Linked DNA regions of Rattus norvegicus: region 2 is linked to region 1. Evidence: chromatin contacts called from public Hi-C data. All regions are on one chromosome and are shown on one strand. Each heading gives the region's core, a stretch centred on a gene start, on an enhancer-like site or on the middle of the called end of the contact. The rest is flanking DNA. Distances are from core to core; before and after follow the strand shown.

Region 1 (5,950 bases), core at 2,332-4,831:
TTGGATGTTCTCATCTATAAAGTGGGCAAATGACAGGAGTCTAAGAAGGGAGTGGCACATGCCATAGAGCCAACCTGGAGTCCACTCACAATAACCCACTGCAGTAGTGTAGACCAAACTTGCCTACAGCAGTCACACAGCCCCCTCTGGCAGAACTGAAACGCTGGCTGCACACCTCTTCCTCCTGTAACCACAGAATAACTGATAAGTGTGTGCTATAGAGGCCGTCGCGACGGCTTTGCACTCTTCAAATAGTATGGCAGATATAATCTGTCTTCTAGAAGGGCACCCAGATTCTGAGAAAAACAGGTGGTAATCCCAGCCCTTGCTTCACTCTGCTTCCCGGGAGGAAGAGAAAAGTCATTACTCATGAGGTTAGATGGTCTAAAGTAGCCATGATTGGGGTTCCCAGGGGCCTCTCCAACTCTGTCCTGGTGGGGTGTGGACAGTCTCAAATTCAGTACCAAACTGAGAACCGGGGTAGCCTATCCCTCACATCTTTAGGGTACCCTTCTCTAAACTGCAGTAGTATAAGGCACTGGTTTTAGAGGTACTTGTTGAAAAGGTGGGACACAGGCAATGACTGTGTTAATCCCTTCTCCTCTACTCACTCCTAAACTTCTGAGTTTCTTTCAGTTGCCCACTCCAGAGGATGGGGTTCTCGTTCACGGGATGTTCATGGATGCTTCTCGGTGGGATGACAAGGACATGATCATAGAAGACGCATTGCCAGGACAGATGAACCCCATGCTGCCTGTAGTCCACTTTGAACCGCAACAAAATTACGAGCCAATCCAAACACTCTACCACTCCCCGCTCTACAAAACAGGAGCCCGGGCAGGAACACTTTCAACCACAGGTGAGCGTGTTCTTAAGATTTGTCCACGGGGCTGGAGAGACAGCCCAGCAGTTAAGAGCACTGTTTAAGGCTCTTACACAGGACCCAGGTTCGATTCTCAGCACCCATACTGTGGCTCACAACCATCTGTAACTCCAGCTCCAGAGGATCCAATGCCCTCTTCTGTATACCAAAGGCAATACACACATGTAATGCACAGGCAGACAAGCAGACAAAGCACCCACATATATGAAAATAAATGCATATTTTTCATTGTACACGTAATAACTAAATAAAAACTTCAGTCAAAACTCAAATGCTGCTGGTCAAGGTGGCACAAACCTTTAACCCCAGCAGAGGCAGGCAGATCTCCATAAATTCAAGGCCAGTCGCCTGGTCTATCATAGAAAAGAGGTTTTAAAATGAACTAAGTGGAAAACTGGGTTCAAAAACTCCCAGTGGACCTGAGATGCAGTCCTGCAAACTGGAAGCAGAGAGAAGGAAAAGAGATCACATAAGATGTGAACCAGGGAGAGGGCTCAGCACTAAAGGCTCTGTCACCAAGCCTAGCAACCTGAGTCTGATCCCCGAGACCCAGATGATGTTAAGAGAGAGCTGAGTCCCACAAGTTGTCCTCTAACTCCCACATATGTGCCATGTCATACGCAGGAGCACACACGTGCATAATAAGTAAATGCAATTTCTTTATAAGAACAATGGATTTTCCAAAAAGAGACTGCTAAAGAATAGTGGAGAAAGCCACTTGCAATAGTAGTTGGAAAGTCTAACATTGTAGAAAAAGCTGTAATTCCCTGTTAATTAATTAGTTAATTCATTAGGCGAATGTAAGAGAAAGTAAGAATGGGGAAGAGGCAATATTTACAAAGAATAAAAGCTGGTGGTTCTCTAACACTAAAGAAATGCTGTGTCCTCAGATTCAGAAATCTTGTCGCTGGGAGGGAGGGATGCTTTTTAAAATGGTACCCGGGAAGGCTTACATGGACACTTGCGGAGTGCCCAGGGGAGTGCCCGGCACACAGCGAATACTGTCCGAGCAAACCATTCACAGAACAGCATTTCGTGATGAGAACTCTGAGATTACTGGACAGGTCTGGGGATCCTGTTTCCTAATGATGGCTGCTAGAAACCTGTTAGGGCACCTGAAAAATGGCACTGCTTCCCCCAGGATAGGAATATGAATTGTGGAGGACAAGTTTGGATTCACGAATTGTGAACTGCTCTGCTTTTGAATGATGAGCTGGCTTCCTTTGTGTTGCTTAGATCAGACACTCTAACCAGAAGCGACTTAAGGAAAAGGCTGCGGCCTTATGCTTCCGTCATGGAGGGAAGGCAGCGTGGGAATGACGGGGAAACCCGGAGGCAGGAGTCATGGAGGAATGCTGCTTGCTAGGTTGACACAGGCTCGTGTTTACTTAGCTTTCTTCTGCAGCTGAGGATCACGAGTCTAGGGCTAGCACTGCCCAGGGTGGGTTGGACCCTCTTACTTCATTTAATAATCAAGACAATTCTCCCTGATATGCCAGCAGGCAAATCCTACCTAGACAATTCCCCAACAGAGACCGTCCTCTCAGCCATCTCAGGCCGTGTCAAGTTCAAAATCAAGACTAACCAGGACCAAGGAGCCACTTATTGAAAGCTTTTCCAGACAGTAATGTAAAGCATCATAATAAAAGAGCCCAGACATACTACAATGTTAGCCTCAGATATGAAATAAACTTTAGGCAGTCACTGTGCACCTCAGTGTGGGCTCGAGGAGGCTGTTAGAAGCTTCTCAGCGTAGAACGCCAAGCTGACCTCATAACAAAAGTGTGGGTGCTGCTAGCTCACCCCCCAGCTGGAGTCAATGGTTGCAGCGATGATTAAGGCGCAGCCCTAGTCATTAACTTAATGAATGAAGGAACGGTCGACACCTGGCTGCTCACTGCAGCTCCGCACCACACAGAAAGCCTCAGCTGACTCTACAGGAACGTGAATTGAGAACTTGGATTTGAAAATAAGAAACAAAAATGTAATTTGGCTAAATAACTGATCGCATGGAAAAACCCAAAGTAATCTACAGAAAATGGGTCTGCTACAAAAGATAAACAGCAGAGAACCACCGCTATATAACAGTCAGCAGAATTCTTGACAGAGAACACTCGTTCAACACGTTTGCGGCCCCTGAGTTCAATCCCCCGTCTTTAGACGAAGCTGAAGGAATGACTGTCCAAGTCGCTTGTTAGCTGTGGGAACATGAGGAAAGACGAAAGCAGGCAGGTCCCCGTTGTGATGAAGACCTGAATTATTCTCAGACACAAAACATGTTTCTTCACTAAGGGGTCCCCACCCACCTCAGAATAAGTTCAGCTCAGCCCCTGCAGACAGCAGCTTTTGCGAGCAGGCTCTGTAGTTCTAAAGCCCATTTAATCCCTTCTGTTCAAGCACCCTGACAGTCCCGGAAGACAGCCTTTATTTCCACATCCTTTTCTTCCTCAGTCATCCATCCATTCCTTTTGAGCAGGTCTCACTCTGTAGCCCTGGCAGTTTGGAACTTGCTATGTAGTGCAAGCTGGGCCTCCAGCTCACAGAGATCCACTTGTCTATGCCTGCCCAGTGCCGGGAACAGGGTGAACTACCACACCCAGCCTGTGATTTATTTATATTTATGTATGGGGGGAGGGGGCAGGGTAAAGAATGGCATGTACACCTGAATGCACATACCCACAAGGGCCAGAAGAGGGCACCAGATCCCCTGGAGCCAGAGTTACTGGTGCTGTAAGCTGCCCAACACTGATGTGGGAACTAAACTCAAATAGACACTCTTAGCCATTTAGCCATCTCTCCAGCCCTCCTCCACCCTTTTCTTACACACACTCAGCTGTTCTTAATGCTCTAGTCACCCTGCGTCCCTCTGCGGTATGCAGCCGACCTTTACTTTAACCACAGTCCACTATACAGCATCCATGTTGTAGCTATCCTGTTTGTCAGAAGCACAAGACCTCTGACATCAGCCCTTCAGGATTTCAGCATAAGTGGATATGTGACAGGAGCCACACACGTCTATCCCAATCATCTACAGAGGTACTTTCTGTCCAACTGTGAGTCATCCAGAGTAGACAGTGAAGCCCTTAGGAGACCGCCGTGAGATTGAGAAAGAGGGGGCATTTTAGAAGGCAGCTAAACTCATTTCTGGCCAACAGAGAATGGATTCTGCTTAAACTGAGTCAGCGGCTGCAGGGGTTTAGCTGTGTCCTAAGTCTTCCTCCAGACCTAGAGAAGGCCTCACGTGCTCCCATGCAGGCACCCATGGCCTGCAGAGAAGTATACATCGGGCTGGCACCCAAAAAAGCGTGGAGGCAAATTTCTGGACTGCGTAAAACCAGTAAATGCACAGGAGAGGAGTCTAGATGGGCTTGCCATTGAACTTGGGCTGTTGCACTGGAAAACCTGGTATCCAGGGGACCAGAAAGGTGAAAAGGTAAAGGCTCCCCCTGCTGGGTCTGAGGCCACCTTCCCTGATGTCCATTCACACCCACGGAATCTGAGAAAAGCAGCACCAGAAGGAGCGGTCGCCATCTGAGGTCACTGTCTCCCTCCTTAGACAGCCACGGAAGGGGAAGAACTCCGTAAGAGGGACTCGCTCTTACGAGCGTGTGTAGAATGGCTAAGCACTGAAGACAGAACGCCTGTCACTGTGCCTGCTCATTCCAGGAGCCCAAGAGTCTTCCAGTGTAGGATGGAAAGAAGGACGGACGGATAGATAGACAACTACGCGTATAGAAGCCCTACCTACCGTTAGAAACCCCTGAGTCCTATTGAAGTGTCAGGCCCAACTCCCAGCCCAGTGCTCCAGGATTCAGACTGCAGAAAACCTGAAACATACTCATCAAGATGTAAGATCTGAGACAGACGGGCCTCAAAGCACCACGTATTCTGAAATCTCCTTTTGAATGGCGTGAAACTGGAACGTTCAGAGGACTGAGCCCGGCGTCTTCAGGTTCAGCCAGGTCGGAGCTAAAGCCTCTTGGCTCTCAGTATCTCGTCTCTGTGAATCCAGAGGTTACTGTTGAAATAACAGCTCTTCTTCCCCACCCCCACCCCCCTTGTATCGTTTATTAGGTCATTCAACCAACTTCGTGGTGACTGTCCTCTTACCCTCCAAGAGGCCCAGTGATTACTGGATCGCCAAGGGGTCAGCATTGCTCTGCCAGCTGAGTGAGTGACTAGGGGCCTCGATGATCCAGAGACCTTCCCTGATGATGAGGACGTGACCTCTGACCCCGCTTAAAGATAGCAGCTGTGACTGGTATTTCTCCCATAGCCTAAAATAAAGCCATTTTGAGTTATTTCTGTTGGGAATCCCAGCTGTGGTGTGGAAGCGACTAATTCACACACCCCACCCCTATTAAACCCACTCCCAACTCCATGGGAAAGCCGGGCTAGGCTGCTTCTCCTCAGTGTGTCACTGAAGGCCTGGGAAGAGTCAGAGTTAGCCCATCACTCACACAGTCTCCCTTCCTCGTCACGCTCGTAGGAGAGGCTCACGGCCCACGGTCCACATTAGCCACATGGCCCCGATACTTCTGTTTCTAGACCTAATTAAGGATCTCAAAAATCCAACACCGGGGCAACAGCAACAACCACCATGTGTGCCCAGCCTTCTGATATCGTAACATGACATTGTCACAAAGTTCATCCTTGAGAACTGTGCAATCGAAACATCACAAAAACGTGGGGAAAAAACTTATTAGTATGCAAGTGTGCATGGTGTGTTTGTGTTCATGTATGTGTGTGTGAATGTGGACACATGCATGCTATCCCGGTGCACATGTAGAGCAATCTTCACCCTCCACTTTGAAAAGGGTCTCTCTCTCTTGTTCACTGCTGCATATGCCAACATAGCTGACCCATGAGCTTCTGCCAATTCTCCTATCTTGCTTTCCATGTCCTAGATAGAGTAGACACGCCACTATGTCTGGCTTTTAATATGGGTTCTGGAGGCGCCAACCCAGGCTATGAGGCTTTTGTGGCAAGCATTCTACCCACTGAACCATCCCCTCTGCCTATCACATTGTTTTAAGGAAGCTTATGATTTTGTGTTGGAAAACGTGT
Region 2 (6,103 bases), core at 2,815-5,314, 230 kb before region 1:
TGCTAGGATCCTTGATCTTCACATGTGTCCCGAATAACTGGAACAGGGCTATACCAAAGGTTGCTGCCTGTACCTGGGATATGTTCTTCTAGCTAGGCAGCCTTGTCTGGCCCCAGTGGAAGAGGAAGCGCCTAGCCTCTCAGAGACTTGCAGTGCCAGGGAAAGGGGTACCCAGGGGGCATCCACCTGCTCAGAGGAGAAGGGGAGGCAAGATGGAGGAAAGATTGTGGGAGGGAGTGACCAGGTGGGGAAAGGGGCAGTGAGTAGGATGTAAAATGAATAAATGAAAATAATAATAATAATAATAATAATGATGATGATGATGATGATGATGATGTAAAAGTCCACACTAGCATCCTGGCCCTGCTTACTGCCTCCTTGAGCTAAAACTCCATTCAGCTTATGGGCTTCCCACCCACCAGCTATTTATTCTTCTTATACCCAGTTATATTTCCTTCTTATAACTTCCTGCTTCTGCTTCTCTCTATTCTCTCCCCTCTCTCACCAATAGCCCTGGCCATGTCCCATCTGCTGGCCATGTCCAGTCTGCTTCTTTCTGTCTGCCCTGAACCCTTCCAGATGCCTCTGCATATTTCTCTGTTATGTATAATAGAACTTTCCCCTTAATCATACCATGGAGTAGTCATGGCGTCAGTTTATACAAGATCTCTATCCTTTCACCTCAGGGCACACGTAAACATGGGCGCTCACAGATCCACACCCAGAAAGATCTGGTGAAGAGCAGAAGAGTGAATATTAGTGATAGGAGAGTCAAGGGGAAGGAACAAGGAGAAGGAACAGACTATGTTCCTCCTATGAAACAGGGAAGTTCCATGAGTATTCACCTGGGAAGTCTGAGATCGCCACATGGAGGTAGAATGGAAAGAACTTTCTGACCTACTCTGTGAACTTTCCAGAAAAAATTATTAAATAAAATGACAATGACTTTTAAAACAATGGCCTTCTACAGAGAGAACTGCTCCATCAGCAGTGACTCATGCACACTGGGAAGGAAACCTGTTTGTAGCCAAGAGGAACTGTGGCCTCTGGGGTGAGGAGCCAGCCTAAGCCCTCAGTCACTATTACTAATCCAGATGTCAAACATGGAGAAACCTCTTGGTCTGAGGTCTTGAAGAGGAACACTGAGTGACACCAATTACAAACACCTCAACCCAGACAGACCATCAGCACTGGAAGAACAGAGGAGATGACTCTGAAAGGTTGGGGATCATTTTTCATCCCAAGAGCAGCCTCAGAGAGACAGAACAAGCCACAGCACAACCCCAAGGCTGAATGGGCTGAATCCAGGCTGATTCAAGTTCTCTGTCTCTGTCTTTCCCCTCTCCACTCCCTCCCATCTCACCTTACGCCATCAGCTCACACAATCTTGACAGGTTGAACAAAAAGACAACAAAGGTTGGGAGTGAAAAAAAAGACTTTATTTTGAAGTAACAATATGTTTACAGGGTGCAAAACAAATTTTAGATTTTCAGATAAAGCCATGGATTCTCAGGAGGTGGGATTCGTCCTCATACAACCATTGACTCCTGCTGAAAGTCCCAGCAACAGGCTCACACTTGGCTTCTTCTAACACCTCAGCACCCCTGCCCGGGGATAGAGGTGGGGAAAAGACACCTTGTGACTGTCTAGTGAGAGGGAAGGCTAGCATTACTGACACCTTCGCAGGGAGATTTCATTATTTCCAGTCATAGTGAAGTCTCAGCTGCCCCTTTCCCATCTTTTTGCGCACTCCTCTGGTGGCAAAAATCGATTGGCCTGGGTCTGACTCTGTTGGAATGAAGGAGAACTTGTTGAGGACCGTGAAGAAGGAATTTTCTTGGTCTTCTGGGCTCTGGGGTTCGCACCACGTGGCTGGAGGTCGGGTAAGTACCAAGAAAAGGTAGAACAAGACTGAGCAAGAATGAACTGCTCGATGCCATCAATAAGCTGCACGGTGCCTTGTGTACACAAGGCAGCACAGAGCACTGCCTGCGTGCGTGCATGGGTGGAAGGGAGGCCTCCTTTCCCCGCCTTCCCAGCATGAGCTTTCTTTCCCTTTCTTCCGGTTTCTGCCCAATAGCGAAGCTTTCCCATAATGCCAAGCGTAGTGCTTGCTAAGTGGCCTAGCTCCGTATTCAACTCAGCTGTTCCCCTTCATGCCCAGAGCTGGTCTTAGAGCATCTGTTTGTCCCACTAAATAAGCATCTGCAGGACTTTCTACACCTTCCGCCCCTCATGCCATCGGTGGGACTTGCAAATAGTTCAGGTTGTGTAAAGTGGATTCCTGACTTTCTCCCTGGATTCTGACCTCTAGATTTTTATTTCCAAGAGATGGAAACAAAAACTTGAAAGTGTTTGCCATGCCGTTCATCCTGTTTAAATCTTCACTCACATATCAGGAGTGGTGCTGCATATCTGTAACTCCAGAACTTGGGAAAATGAGGCAGGAAGATTATGAGTTTAAGGGCAGCCTGAGTTATATAGGAAGAACCCCTCCCCCTTATCTGTTTGTCTCTTACACACACACACACACACACACACACACACACACACACACACCTGGTTAAAACTGGCCGAAACCATTGGCAAAGGCGTCGCAGAGCAGCTGAGGGTGGCCTATGCCTCACCGTGATACTAAAACACACAAAGCTTGGTGGAACTTTAAGTGGCTAACGAGACGTGATTAATGACGTTATATGCAGAACTACATAAAACAGACAGTGCATACTCAGAAAAGCCCACACTATGCAAATGAGCTCCAAAGCAGGAGATAGTTACATAAAAGTCCAATTCTTCATTAGGTGGAGCGGTTTGGGCTAGTGAACTCTGCCCGTTTTCTCTCTGCCCATTTCCTCTCTTGCAATGTAGAGTCTTTCTTTTCCTAGTTTGAATGTAGATGAGAGAGAGAGAGAGAGAGAGAGAGAGAGAGAGAGAGAGAGAGAGAGAGAGAAAGAACAGTACAGACAGAGGCATCTGGAAGAGTCCAGAGCAAGGAGAGAAAACATAGACTGAACTGGCTATGAAGGGAGAGATAAGAAGGGAGAGCGAGAAAAGAAGAGGAGAGAGAGGGCAAAGGAGAGTGAGAGAGAGGACCAAGAGAGGAAGGAGTCAGAGCAGAGAACCAAGATGATGCAGAGCTGAAATGGAAGGGTTATAAAGGAAGGAGAAGATGCAGAAGCGAGCCCCTGGGCTGGAAAGGTTTAGGGTAGGGGGCGGGGTCAGAAGAGCTGGGAGAAGCCAAGGGGCAGGGTCAGAAGAGGCGGGAGAAGCCAAACTTACCGAGTGAAGCTGGCTTTGGTATGCTAATTGGCACCGTGGTTAGGCATTTGCCCTGAGTTCTTTTGGGGCCAGACAACCAGCCCTTGGGATGCTGAGGCAGGAAGGTCAAGGATTCAAAGCCAGTCTGAGATAAATCCCAAGCCATCCTAGGATATATGGTCAGACCTTGTTTCAAATTAATTTTTGTTTTGTTTGTTTGTTAAGTTAAAACGGTGATTTTTTAACACTACCAACTTTGGAGAAAGTGGGAATTTCTTCACTGTAATAAATGGCAGTTACCCCCTCTCTTTACCGCAAATTACCTCTTTCTTCCCCATTAGTCTTCATACAACCCTTATGTTCCTCAAGCTGTCCGAAAGTTCTTAATATTTCCACAATTCTGTGTCATTGCATATAAAATAATAAGGATGCCAGTGCTTTAAGAGGCCACCAGTAAAGAGCATGGTGCCGAGATTAATCATCAGGTTTTTGATTTCCCCTCCAGCCCCTCCCAGCCCAGATCGGCTGACTGCCACGTGGCTTGTAGCTTCTAGCTCAAGCTGCCGGGATCCAAATGCCCAGACTCCAACCACTGCTGCCTGGATCCTGTTAGAGAAAGGAAGGGGAAATCTGCTTTACCTCCAGGGGCAGAAATGTCAGGGAAAAAGCCTTCTGCAAAGAGAGGCATCAAGGTCAAAATGGAGCAAAATTATGTTGTCTTCTGGTTAATAGCTAACTAGCTTGCCCTTTTATTGTCCACAAAACTTGGCAACCTCCTAGGTCTATGTGGCTGTTTGCCTTTCCCGTGGCAAGAAAGGAGGGGTTTTCTTTCACTGTAAACACAGTTGACAAAACACTGAGTAGACAGGAGAGGTGTGTACCAAAAGGAAACTGTTCTGTATGTAACCACCTCAGCAGGGGTGAGAATATTCTGAAGAGACACTTGCTTTTAGTCTTCTTTGCCTATCAGAGTATTTAGACAAGTGCCCCCCAGAAAATTGGAATTTCCCACGGAATCTAATGCTGGAAGAAGGAAAGGCTGGAGCTAGCCAGAGAGGGAGCCTGTCTCCCAGAAAGAGTTTTCATTTGGTTCAGACTTAGACTGCCACTCAGGAGAGCCGGGAGCCCAGACAGTAGTGGCGGAATCACACCTTGGCCAGGAATGCTTAGTTATACACACCTCTTACTTCCTATTGAAAGCCAAGCGTCGTGTCGGAACCTTGAATATGGACTTGAGGAGTCCTGGACTTCTTTCTCTCCTCTATCCAGTGCAGTTACGTTGAGTAAAATTCACCTTTCTGCTTTTTACCATTACTTGTTCATTTAAGTGACCTATCAAGGATGGATGGTCAAGTCTAGCTTGCTAGAGCTTCCCAGGGGCTATGCTCTGACAGAACACACACACACACACACACACACACACACACACACACACACACACACACAAAACCAAATCTGTGAAGGTCTTGTTGGTCTCAGTGGTTCTGAAGGAGCTTAATGATCAGAACCTATTCAACAAATATGCATCAGGGCCCTTTGCTGATGAAGACAAAACCAGTTGTGAACAGACATGAAACAAAGTGGCATACTGACCCAATAAAACTTTATTTATAAAACCAGGTAGCAATCTGAATTCAACCTAGGATATAGTTAGCTGACCTGTGCTCTGTGCTACATATGGACAAGACATGTATATGTATGGATTCTATACTATACTGTTTGAATAAACTAGATGCTATACTTAGATAGACTGTGTTTTATATGTTTGTATAGACAGTATAGCATTCTTTTTAACAAAATGGGGTAATGTATATCTGTGACTGTTTCATTAATTGTATTTAACACACTATCCATTTAATACAGATAGCATCACCTCATTACCTTATTGGTTATATCAATCTATATTATATTTTATTTGAACACACCCTCTGTAAAAGGCTTGGAACAAATTCCTTACATAAATACCCTTGTGCCTTTGATCAAATGGTTTTAAAAGCAGATGAACATCTGCTGCCCTTGTAGGCCAGAAAATGAGTTAGATCTCCTAGTACTGGAGTTACAGGTGGTTTTGAACTGCTGTGTAGGTACTGGGATGTGAACCCCTGTCTTCTAAATGCTCTTCACTGCTTAGCAATCTCTCAAACTCCATGATACAGCTTTCAAAATCAACCAATATTGCAACATTATCTCTGAAACACTGTATATTCTGTAGGCATAAAGTTTTTGCCAAATTTAGGTGATTTCAATTCCAAAGTAAAGAGGACTGTAAAAGAGCTGGCATTGAACATCTCTGAAAGACCCTACACCAGTGGCCCTCAACCTTTCTAGTGCTGTGACCCATGAATACAGTTATTCATGTTGAGGTGACCCCCAACCATAAAATTATTTCATTGCTACTTCATAGCTGTAATTTTGCTATGAGTTCCAGGGCAGCCAAAGGGGCTACATAGACAAACACTGTGTCATAAAACCAGAAAGAAAGAAAGAAAGAAAGAAAGAAAGAAAGAAAGAAAGAAAGGAAGAAAGAAAGAAAGAAATTATAATGTAAATATATGATATGTGACTGACCTCCAAGGGAGACATGACACACAGGTTGAGAAACTCTGATCTATAGGAAATGGCCACCCAAAGGTGGGGTAGCTGCTCACGTAGGTCAAATGACCTGAAGGAAGCCAGAATGGAGTGCCATTGACACGCACAGCAGCCCTAGGCCCACAGATGGGTGATGGAGTGAAATGCTGAGACTGGCATTTCAGAGGACTCACCTGGGGAGCGTCTTCGTTTTAAGGAACGACGTTGCCATGCGAGGATGCCCGGAGGTGTGGGTGGTCAGTCAGAAGAGAGC

Evidence for each region. Hi-C and Micro-C count contacts between places; a contact is called where the count stands out from the background.
Region 2: a Hi-C map of the A7r5 cell line shows a contact between it and region 1, with 6 times the contacts expected there. The contact joins two enhancer-like sites. A contact is called at or near these places in 9 of 12 Hi-C or Micro-C datasets (the A7r5 cell line, the Rat2 cell line, Schwann cells and 6 more).

The regions. Positions count from the first base shown.
Region 1 is chr4:106,621,487-106,627,436 of GRCr8, reverse strand. Dnah6 (dynein, axonemal, heavy chain 6) reads left to right here. Exons shown (of 77, transcript NM_001419792.1): 76 at 637-859; 77 at 4,958-5,202. The coding sequence ends at 5,061. Among named protein-coding and RNA genes, the nearest start is that of Tmsb10, 55 kb to the right of the region's middle. Within about 2 kb of position 3,581, at least 4 of the 93 cell types and tissues checked have an H3K27ac peak or open chromatin away from gene starts, as enhancers often do. A contact at or near this core is called in the A7r5 cell line, where this site is marked.
Region 2 is chr4:106,847,597-106,853,699 of GRCr8, reverse strand. It overlaps LOC120102311 (a long non-coding RNA gene), which reads right to left. Exons shown (of 3, transcript XR_010065833.1): 2 at 6,024-6,103; 3 at 1,418-3,864. Among named protein-coding and RNA genes, the nearest start is that of Dnah6, 8.3 kb to the right of the region's middle. Within about 2 kb of position 4,064, at least 12 of the 93 cell types and tissues checked have an H3K27ac peak or open chromatin away from gene starts, as enhancers often do. A contact at or near this core is called in the A7r5 cell line, where this site is marked.